Linked DNA regions of Gossypium arboreum: region 2 is linked to region 1. A link is a contact called in public Hi-C data. All regions are on one chromosome and are shown on one strand. Each heading gives the region's core, a stretch centred on a gene start, on an enhancer-like site or on the middle of the called end of the contact. The rest is flanking DNA. Distances are from core to core; before and after follow the strand shown.

What was found. A called contact is a pair of places that touch in the nucleus more often than the background predicts.
Region 2: a Hi-C map of leaf shows a contact between it and region 1, with 3 times the contacts expected there. The contact joins the enhancer-like site here to the promoter of LOC108479987 in region 1. A contact is called at or near these places in 2 of 5 Hi-C or Micro-C datasets (both in leaf).

Annotation. Positions count from the first base shown.
Region 1 is chr12:51,886,666-51,891,587 of ASM2569848v2, reverse strand. LOC108479987 (probable cytosolic oligopeptidase A) reads left to right here and starts at 2,600. Exons shown (of 17, transcript XM_017782871.2): 1 at 2,600-3,347; 2 at 3,610-3,777; 3 at 4,211-4,334; 4 at 4,582-4,658; 5 at 4,878-4,922. The coding sequence starts at 2,916.
Region 2 is chr12:52,332,045-52,336,966 of ASM2569848v2, reverse strand. No RefSeq gene overlaps it. Among protein-coding and RNA genes, the nearest start is that of LOC128286219, 38 kb to the right of the region's middle. Within about 2 kb of position 1,931, at least 2 of the 2 cell types and tissues checked have an H3K27ac peak or open chromatin away from gene starts, as enhancers often do. A contact at or near this core is called in leaf, where this site is marked.

The DNA of each region.
Region 1 (4,922 bases), core at 1,351-3,850:
TGAAACAGGGTCAGAGCGATTTCTAGATTCCCTGTTTTGACTTTAGAAATTCATCATAAATTGTGTAAAAATAATTAAGACTCATACTTTATATGTATAGATTCCTTATTGAGTCTATTTTTAAAAGAAACAAACAACATGGTTATTGGATCTCTGTACATTAAGAAATTTGATTTGTAATGCACAGGGGTTAGAGTAGCCAAACCCTGAAATAGGGGAGGCTCTAACTAATAAACTGTACTAATTGGATCTACCAAAAATTATAGAAAAAAATTATTAAGTAGATATATGAGTCTAGTTTTAGGGAAAATTTACGGAATTTGATTTCGAGTTTCGTAACTCGAGATATGATTTTTTGAGCGACTGTGACGCAGATGGACAGTTTACTACGAGAATTGTTTGAACTTGTTTAAATGCTAAAATAAGTTTAGTAATGCCTCATACTCGACTCCGACGATGGTATCGGGTAAGGGGGCATTATAGGATTAATGAGAAAATGTGATAAAAATTGATTTTCGGACTTAGGGGTAAAATGGTCATTTTGTGAAAGTCTAGGGACAAAACGGTCAATTTGCCCAATTATGAATTTTCGAGTGTCTAGATTAATCTGCTGATGAAATGAATAATTTTCTACCAGTTTAGATCAAGAATTACAAAATCCGGGCCTACAACGGGAAAAAGCAAAACAAGTAGACTAAGCTGAACTAGTCGTCTACATTTTATATACCGAGGTAAGTTGTTTGTAAATAATACAACTACATTGTTATTATATGTGTTTGAATTGATATAGCATAAATTGCTTGTTTGTAGAAATGATTATGTATGATGAATATTGAGATAGTAGAACTCCCGGTTGAACTTTAGGAAATAAATCGGATATTCATGCCATGACATTCGGGTTATTTGTGTGCTAGTGTAAGACATGTCTGGGACATGCATCGGCCACATTATGAGAGCCAGTGTAAGACCATGTCTGGGACATGGCATCAGCATTGAGACGAGAGCTAGTGTAAGACATGTCTGGGACATGCATCGGCCTCGCGATGTAAGCTAGTGTAAGACATGTCTAGGACATGGTGTCGACACGTATAGAGGTGTCAGTGTAAGACCATGTCTGGTACATGGCATCAAAACAAATATGTGAGAGCTAGTGTAAGACCATGTCTGGGACATAGCATCAGCCTCGATTTTGATAGTTAGTGTAAGACCATGTCTAGGACATGACATCGACTTGATGGATGAGCCAGTGTAAGACCATGTCTGGGACATGGCATCGGCATCATACCCTATGTTTGAGGTTTAATGAATATCCGATAGCATTCCAAATGGTTCAACGGTGAGAGAGTTATAGGTTAAGTTAAATGAGGAAAGTATAACCATGTTGTGAGTGGTACAGGTACCTATTTGAAATGTATGAGATGTGAGCTCTATATATATGCTATGTGAATTGTATTGGATAGTGATGAGTAAGTTGTGCTTATGCCTACTTTTGTACTATGAGCATGATGAGGAATGGTAAAGTTGTTGTTATATTTATTTGCATGAAACTTACTAAGCTTTATGCTTACTCCCCCTCCTTTCCATTTTCTTATAGTGCCGCCTAATTAGCTCAAGGACCATCGGACGTCAGAGGCATTGATCACACTATCACCCGCAGCACTTGGTATAGTTAGATCTTTTATTTTGATTATGGCATGTATAGGACCCTGACTTTTGAGTTTTGTCATTGTTAATTGGTCAAATGTGTTAGATTACTTTAGCATTTGATTCATTTTGTATAAGGCCATGGAAAATGGCTAATATTGAAAGTTATTATCTGAACGCAAGCTAGTCTTTCATGAATGTAAAATTGTTGGCATGGTTGAATATATGTGATGTATATAAATCTTAACTATGATTACTTGGTTGAAAAATCATATTAAGTTAATCTTTGATATGCTGGTTGATGTTAGATTGTGTTTCAGGGTGGCAAAGGCTTGGTAGATAGCCTTATATTGTCTATACGGGTAGACACACGAGCGTGTCTAGGACGTGTGTGACACACGGTCAGCCCTATGGGCATGTTGTTCGGCCGTGTGTCTCAGTCGTGTAGAGGACACGGCCTCTCGCCACGGACATGTGCCTTGGTCGTGTGCCCTAAATTGGATGCTGATGTCAGAAACAGAATGTCAAGGTTTTTAGACACGGGCTAAGACACGGGCATGTCATGGTCGTATAAGAGACACGGGCAATAGACACGAGCATATGTCAGGCCGTGTGAAAACCCCTGTAGGTTCGAATTTAGGATTTAACTCACACGGGGGACTTTGTTAATAATTTACTTGATTTGCAAGACTTCGTTGAACAGCTTACAATATAGTTGTTTTTCGCATACTTACCGGGAGGGTAAGAACTATGCTGATGCTCTCGCTAAAAAAAAGCTCATATGAATGAAACTAGGAGTTTATATGATAGTCTTGTTTATTTTGACCCGTCCTGTTGTTGAGACCGACAGATATCGTCTTCCTCTAGATCAAACCTTTTAATTGAATAAAGGCTCTTATTAACCAAAAAAAAAAAAAAGTTTTGTTCAGCCCAATAACGAATTGTTAGAAAATATAAACAAATATGACATCTGTTCTCAAGATGACTGTACATGGTAAAAAGAATCCAAATTTAGAAGTACATTAGAAAAGTTTGAACTTTAAATCACTTGAGCTCCATTCTGACAGTACATTTGACGAGAGAGGAAGGAATCCGAATTGGAAAGAAAATACCAGCTTCCTTAATCAACCCAATACCATCATTAATGGCGTCATTGCGATGATTTAGGTTCAAGACCTGGATTCCCATCTTAAAATATCATCCTACAAGGAAAAACATATCGACGTCTCTTTATCCAAGCTCAGTAAAAAGAAAAAAAATGACAAAAAAGCATGATAATTATACGCCACATCCCAAACAGAGTCTTGTTCAACACCATCTTTGTTACAGTCAACATGCTAATGGCTTCCACTCGCTTCTCTCTCTCCCGCTCAATTAATCTCATCCTAAAACGCCACCCTTTTTCTTCTTCTCCCCGTTTTGCCCCCAAGGCTTTGCTTAAATCCTACCCTTGTCCTCTCTGGTCCTCTTCTTTCTCCTTCTGCCTCCAGACCTTGCATCACTCTATTTCTCCTTATCTCTCTTCCTCTTCCTCTTCATTTTCTTCTTGTTCTTCTCTTTCTCCTCCTTCATTGGCTTCCTCAGTTACCGTCGATGATAGCATCGGCTCCAATCCTCTCCTGCAAGATTTCGACTTTCCACCTTTTGATATTGTTGAAGCCAAACATGTTAGGCCTGGGATTCGTTCCTTGTTGAAGAAACTCGTATGTCGTTTTTATCTTTTGGGCTGTTTTCATTTCCGGGTTTTGAGGGGTTTTTTTTTTACCTTCTTCTAGGGTTCGATAGTGAGTTTTCCCTTTGCTAGATCATTCGCTGGTTTTAGTCCTTGTTTGAGAATTCAAAATTTTGGTTGCCTTGATTTTTCATTTGTTCGAGTTTTTAAAATTTGAAACTTTTTTATGCTCTAGCATCTGGGGTTTCTGGATTATTTGTGTTTGATTTGATATATTTGTGTTGGTTGAGTAGGAGAGTGATTTGGATGAATTGGAGAAGACATTGGAGCCGTCATGGCCAAAGTTGGTGGAGCCATTGGAAAAGATTGTTGATCGGTTGACTGTTGTGTGGGGAATGGTTAATCATCTTAAGGCTGTTAACGATTCAGCTGAGCTTCGTGCTAACATTGAAGAAGTCCAGGTACATTGTTGTTTCTTTATGTTATATGATTGCAAGCAGTCAGATATGTAACATGCAGTATGTATATGTAAAAACTAATAATGTAATGTTTATGCTTGAATTGCCATCTTCAAAATATTTGGCATCAATCTTTTAGACATCTAATAACTATCTCATTCTTGTCTTAGATTAAACCATGAATTTTTTATTATTATATTGGCATAAATCTTATTAGAATTAGCATACAGCATGATATACTAGGGAGGGAGTTAATTTTTATTGGTTGAATCAGAAATTGTGGTTTTCCTATTGGCTTTGAAGCAATTAGGTTTGGCAGTTGTTCAGTTTGATCCTAGTATTTTGTAGAAATTAATTAAATATGCATCGGTGCATTATTCCACAGTCTCATTTAAGCAAACTTCTTGTCCTTACTATGTTTAGTTTTTCCTTACAGCCTGAAAAAGTGAAGTTCCAACTAAGATTGGGACAAAGTAAACCCATCTATAATGCCTTCAAGGCGATTAAAGAATCTCCTGATTGGCAATTGTTGAGTGAAGCCCGCAAACTTATTGTAGGTGGTAAGTATATGTTCCCTTTTCGTTTTGGTGCCTTAATTCAACGCTAGAACCATTACTCAATACTGAGTGCACAGTCTATTAGTTGGCTTGCTATAGCAGATATTAGGATGAGCATTCTGTTATAAGAACAAAACAAAACAAAATTGCTGATATGAAAGTGTTCTCATTACAACATGCTTCTTCCATTCCTTTTAGTTTCTGTGAGTGTTTGACCTGATATCTCTTTTGTTTTATTGTGTGTATTCAGCCCAGATAAAGGAAGCTGTTCTTAATGGTGTTTCACTTGAAGATGATAAAAGAGAACAGTTCAACAAAATTGAACAAGTACAATATAGTAGTTATGAATTTGAAGTAAAATGAATGTGGCATATTACACTTCTTTTGAAGTCTCAACTTCTGTGAAAAGTAAAATGAGGGGAAAGTAATTGTTCAAGTTTCCTTTGAAGTTCTTGGTGTCTGGTTTCTTCTTGTAACCATATAAACATTTATGCTCAATTGTATCATGTTCATCCCTTTTGGCTATTCTTTTCTATTTACAGTGAGCTAATTTGCAGGAATTGGAGGTTGTCTCACAAATTTAGTGAGAAT
Region 2 (4,922 bases), core at 682-3,181, 450 kb before region 1:
ACTTCGGGAAATACAACAAATCTAGTAGGATGGACTTATAAACATCCCAATAGATTCTTTATTTCATAATTACCATCGCAAACATGCGTGAGATTTCAAATCAAAATCTATCTATGCATGTTGTCATGATTAGTCTCCAATTATAATAAAACAATAAATAATACATAGTAAAATATACCTGAAGATCTTTAACATCATCGTCATCACTAGAAGGTATGAGATAGTTCGAAAATATTCTTGATTTCATGTAGATAGCGGTATCAAATCTTTCACCATCCTTAAGAACAAAAAGTAAAATAAGTTAATCAAAATAATGATAACATATGATGAAAGAAGAATGAAAAATAATAATCAGATATGGAACATTAAATAAAATAAGCTTCCTGTAAAAACTTTGCATTTTGCCGTCAAAGAAATTGAAAATCATGGAAGATAAATTTGATCGTCGATAAAATGAACTATCACTTTGAGCAAGATCGTGCTGATTACGTGTTATAAAATAAAGAGAGATGAAGAAAAAAAAAATGAAAACGATAGAGAATGTAATTTATTGATTAAAAGAGGTGATTACAATGTTTCATCAGAGTCTTTATTTATAGGCATAAGAAATACAAAAAAAATAAAAATCTAATTTTAATAACTATTAAAATTTAAAATATATTAAAACATTATTTATACCTAATATCAACTTGCATTGAGAACAAAAACAATCGTGTGATGAGTTCTCAGACATCATATCACAGTTTCAAGAGTACACCATTGCCACTTGCCAGCAAATTTGCAGAGCTCCACCCCACCATTTGCCCCCGTCAATTATTCTGCCATCCTTTTTTGATCCAAAAACCATACAAATTTAGCCATGTAACTCTTATCACTGCCAAGATATGATGATGAATCATGACCATCCATTTCAACAGTGTCAGATAACACCAATCAACAAATAACCAATAAAAACCTTCATTTTCCTTCCCTTGCCACATTTTGATTAAGGATGGCAAATTTTTTTTATTTTGATGGCTTTCAATTCAATTCGATTTATATTTTTTTAGAAAATTTGATTCGGGTGAGTCGTGATCGATGCAATTAGAATAAATTATTGCATTATATTGAGTTTAAAGTAAATTTATCCCACTTTATCTGAATTTTTATTTTCAATAAATAAATATATTCAATTTTAAATTTAAATTTATAAAATTAATCTTATTTGTTTCAAAATAAAATAATTAAAAATATAATTTTATTTACATTAAAATAGAAAATAAAAGAATTAAATTAAATTTAGATTAAATTTCGGGTTTCACATTATTTTCTTTTAAAAGTCGGGATTGGGACGGATTGACTAAGTTACGGGTAGTTTACTCTTTTTTTTTTTTTTAAATTATTACCTTAGAAAGTTCTTGTTTGTTCACCAAATCTGTAACTACCACTTTCTGCCCTCAATGAAGTCCTATAAAACTGGAAGAGTTTGTCCCTTGTGGTTAGGCATGGAACCTGAAAAAGATGCACCCCCAATGGCCCTGCCATATTCAACCCCATCATCGTCACAAGTATAGATTACACCCATTAATTACAATCATTAACAAGTGAAGAAACAAAGAACAGTAATTCAGCAAAATTGCAATTCCTTGTTGACAGATCTTAATTTATATATTGTTAAAACAAAGATGATCTGAACTTACAGGAAAAAAGGGGGGAAACAAAAACATAAATAAACACAACACGTTGATGTACTTCCCAGTTCCCATCTAACATCCCGAAAAAAGTCGCCGGCAGTGTCCAGATTCTTCACGGTGACAACCCTCGTCGAAATTCTGAGAATAGCTAACGGCATCATAGTGAAAAGACAATGGCTTCGAACTGTACATGCTGTTCTTGTTCCCATCTCTAACCAACCTCCTTAGCAGGTTTCGCCATCGCTTTCTTCTCTTTTCACTGCAATAATGGATCCTAGAGTACTCCATATCTTCGTGCACAGTGAAGCATGATGGGGACATCGTATAGCAACCGGAGAAAGAAGAGGATCCCCCCTGGTGGCGGCTGATCAGATCCCTTTCCATATCAGACATTGGTTTCTTCTTTATGTTTGAATTTGATGATGTCGAGTGGTTTTTTACGTGTTTCTTCGACAATCATATGGGGTGAGATAAAAGGATGTTGTGTGTCATTTATAAGTGATAAGAAGAATCTAAGATTTATCTTTCTTTCTTTTTCTTTTTTGCAGTAATTCAGTGGGCCATTAATGTTTACCAGATTAGTATTGTTTAAGCTGGCACTGACTTCTTGTCTGCTAGGACTGACTCAAATTGGATTAGAAAAATGAGGTGAAAACTAATAATGTGAAGCCTAACAAATCAGCTTTATTTAGGAAGCAGTGATGATGGCTTTTGAATGGTAGAATTGGGAGAAGATAATCTGTATGGATAGAGATGTCGGAATGGCGTCGGAGTTTGTTTCATATGCCTAATAAAAGCCGGGGGATAATAAAAAAGTTAATTTTTTAAAATATTTTTCCATTATTTTTTGCTTATTTGTTTTTCAATATTTGAAAATAAAGTCTTTAAATGCTTACAGTCTTTAAAAAAAAAAAAACTTAATTGTATGTAAATCTGGCATTTCAAATTAGATATAAAAAGAAGTCCAGTTTATTTCTAAATGCTTTGCCAAATTTGATCTAATAATTGGAAGGAAATTACAACAATAAAATTTCATTAAAAAGAAAACAGATATATTTTGAGGCCAGATAACGTATATAGCCTGATACCTATGATTTTATCATCAATATTTTATCTTAAACATTGATTATAATTTACATAAATTATTAAATATGTATAAAAACATAATAATAATTAATAAGTATTGAGTATAGTGGTAAAATATATTGATTTGAACTTTAAAATGATATTATTGAAAGGGTAGCTACGAACCTAATATGAACCACAAAACAAATATGAAAATGACCAAAAAATTTAAAAAACATAATAAAATATTTTTAAAATTAAGTATAATATTTTTATTAAAATTTAGCTTCTTTGACATTTTATTCTCTTAAATCTCATCTAATTTATCTTGGATCGTATTCTTTTATACCCATAAGCCAAGTCAAATGATAAGATGGGATCAACGGAGTCCCTAAATTTGTGTTCATCCCATTTATCATTTAATCAACTTAATTGATTACATTATTTAAAAATTAATTACTATTTATATAATTAAAATAGATATAATATGAATTTATTTTATAATGTGAAATATAATTATATTTAATACATGTTATATTAAAAAAATAAACATACATATTATATTATGATATGGTAATGTGCATTCTTTTATTAATGATATACAACCTAAATTTTAACATGAAACTAAATTTATGGTACATTATAATATATATAATTAAGGTAGATTATTAAATATATATATATATATATATATCCCTATATACAACTATATTATTATAATGTATATTTTATATTCATGATATGTAAGCTTAAACACTATACTTTAACTAACTTTATAACAAATTATAATATATACAATTAGAAATATATAGTTAAGGTATATTATTAATAATATGTAATCATATGTATCATAATGGTATTATAATGTACATTTTATATTAATCATATGTAACCTTAAACCCTAAAGTGTAACTAATTTTATGGTAGATTATAAAATATACAATTAACATGAGTTAAGTAATTAGGTCATTTTAGATTGTTATGTATGTTTGATCTGGTATCTTTAAGCGTAGTATATTCGTTTTGTATACTTTTTATTTTTGGAACAAATTAGTTTAATAATAACATCTATTACTTACATTAACAATTGTATATTGTTGTAACCTCCCAAACCCGACATAGACGTTATTGCTAGATTGAGAAGGCTACATGAGCCACCAAAATGGCTAAGCTAACTTATGCTACTTTTTAAGACTTTAAATAAACTCATTTTAAAGAAAACCGTAATTATACTTTGAGTTAGTCTAAAAGCATTCATTCATTAGGTCGTGTATGCTTAGGATTCATTTTATTAATGACTGTGCTGTTTTAGAAAAGCCGTTTGCTTGTCGCTCTTCTTTAAAAAAAAAAACTCAAAGTTAAACTAATGCAGCAGAAAAACCATTTTTCAAGTCATTCTGGAAAATTAGTTGCCTTATTGATTTGTTTTTTCAAAAATAGTTCCTTTGCAATGTAGTGGCAAATTTTACTTAAACTCGATATCATGCATTATCAGATTATTATGCTGGAGTAATTCATGCATGCAAAAATCCCCAAAAGAAAAGTTACCAAGCCACAAACCATAAATAATTAAAAATTACACTAATTAAATAATAATAATCCGAGGTCCAAGTTGATTCTTCGAATGCTGAGTTCGGTCCTAATTTTGAGGTTTACCTGAAAAGTTAAACACTATTGGGGGGAGCTTATGAAAAGCTCAGTGTGAGTCAAATAATTATTTAAACGGGAAAAAAACATCAAATACAGTGAAACATATTAGCATTAACAAAAGAAAACAGAACCGTCATAAGAATTTCATGTCATTACATAGCCATTATTAAATTGATGTCAAACGGTGTATGAGCATAGGTCATCACTTATTCGAGTAACAATCATTAATTTTGATACCATTCAATACAAAAAAATACAATGCGTAGCATAAATTAATAACATTTGAATATGTTGTGCACATGATGCAATGCAAAAAGGTTCCTACCCATTCCATCCGCTACACACCACAAGTTCCCCAGAACTCGTCTGCCAAACTCCAAAATATTATGAGCATAGCTCAATGTGGTAAAACCACCGAATAATCAATAATGCAGAAAATATGTCAGATATCAAATAGTGCGATACAATCACCAATAACATATAATATGCGATAAAATTGTCAATACCCTCGGTACTCCAGCTGCAGTGCACTGA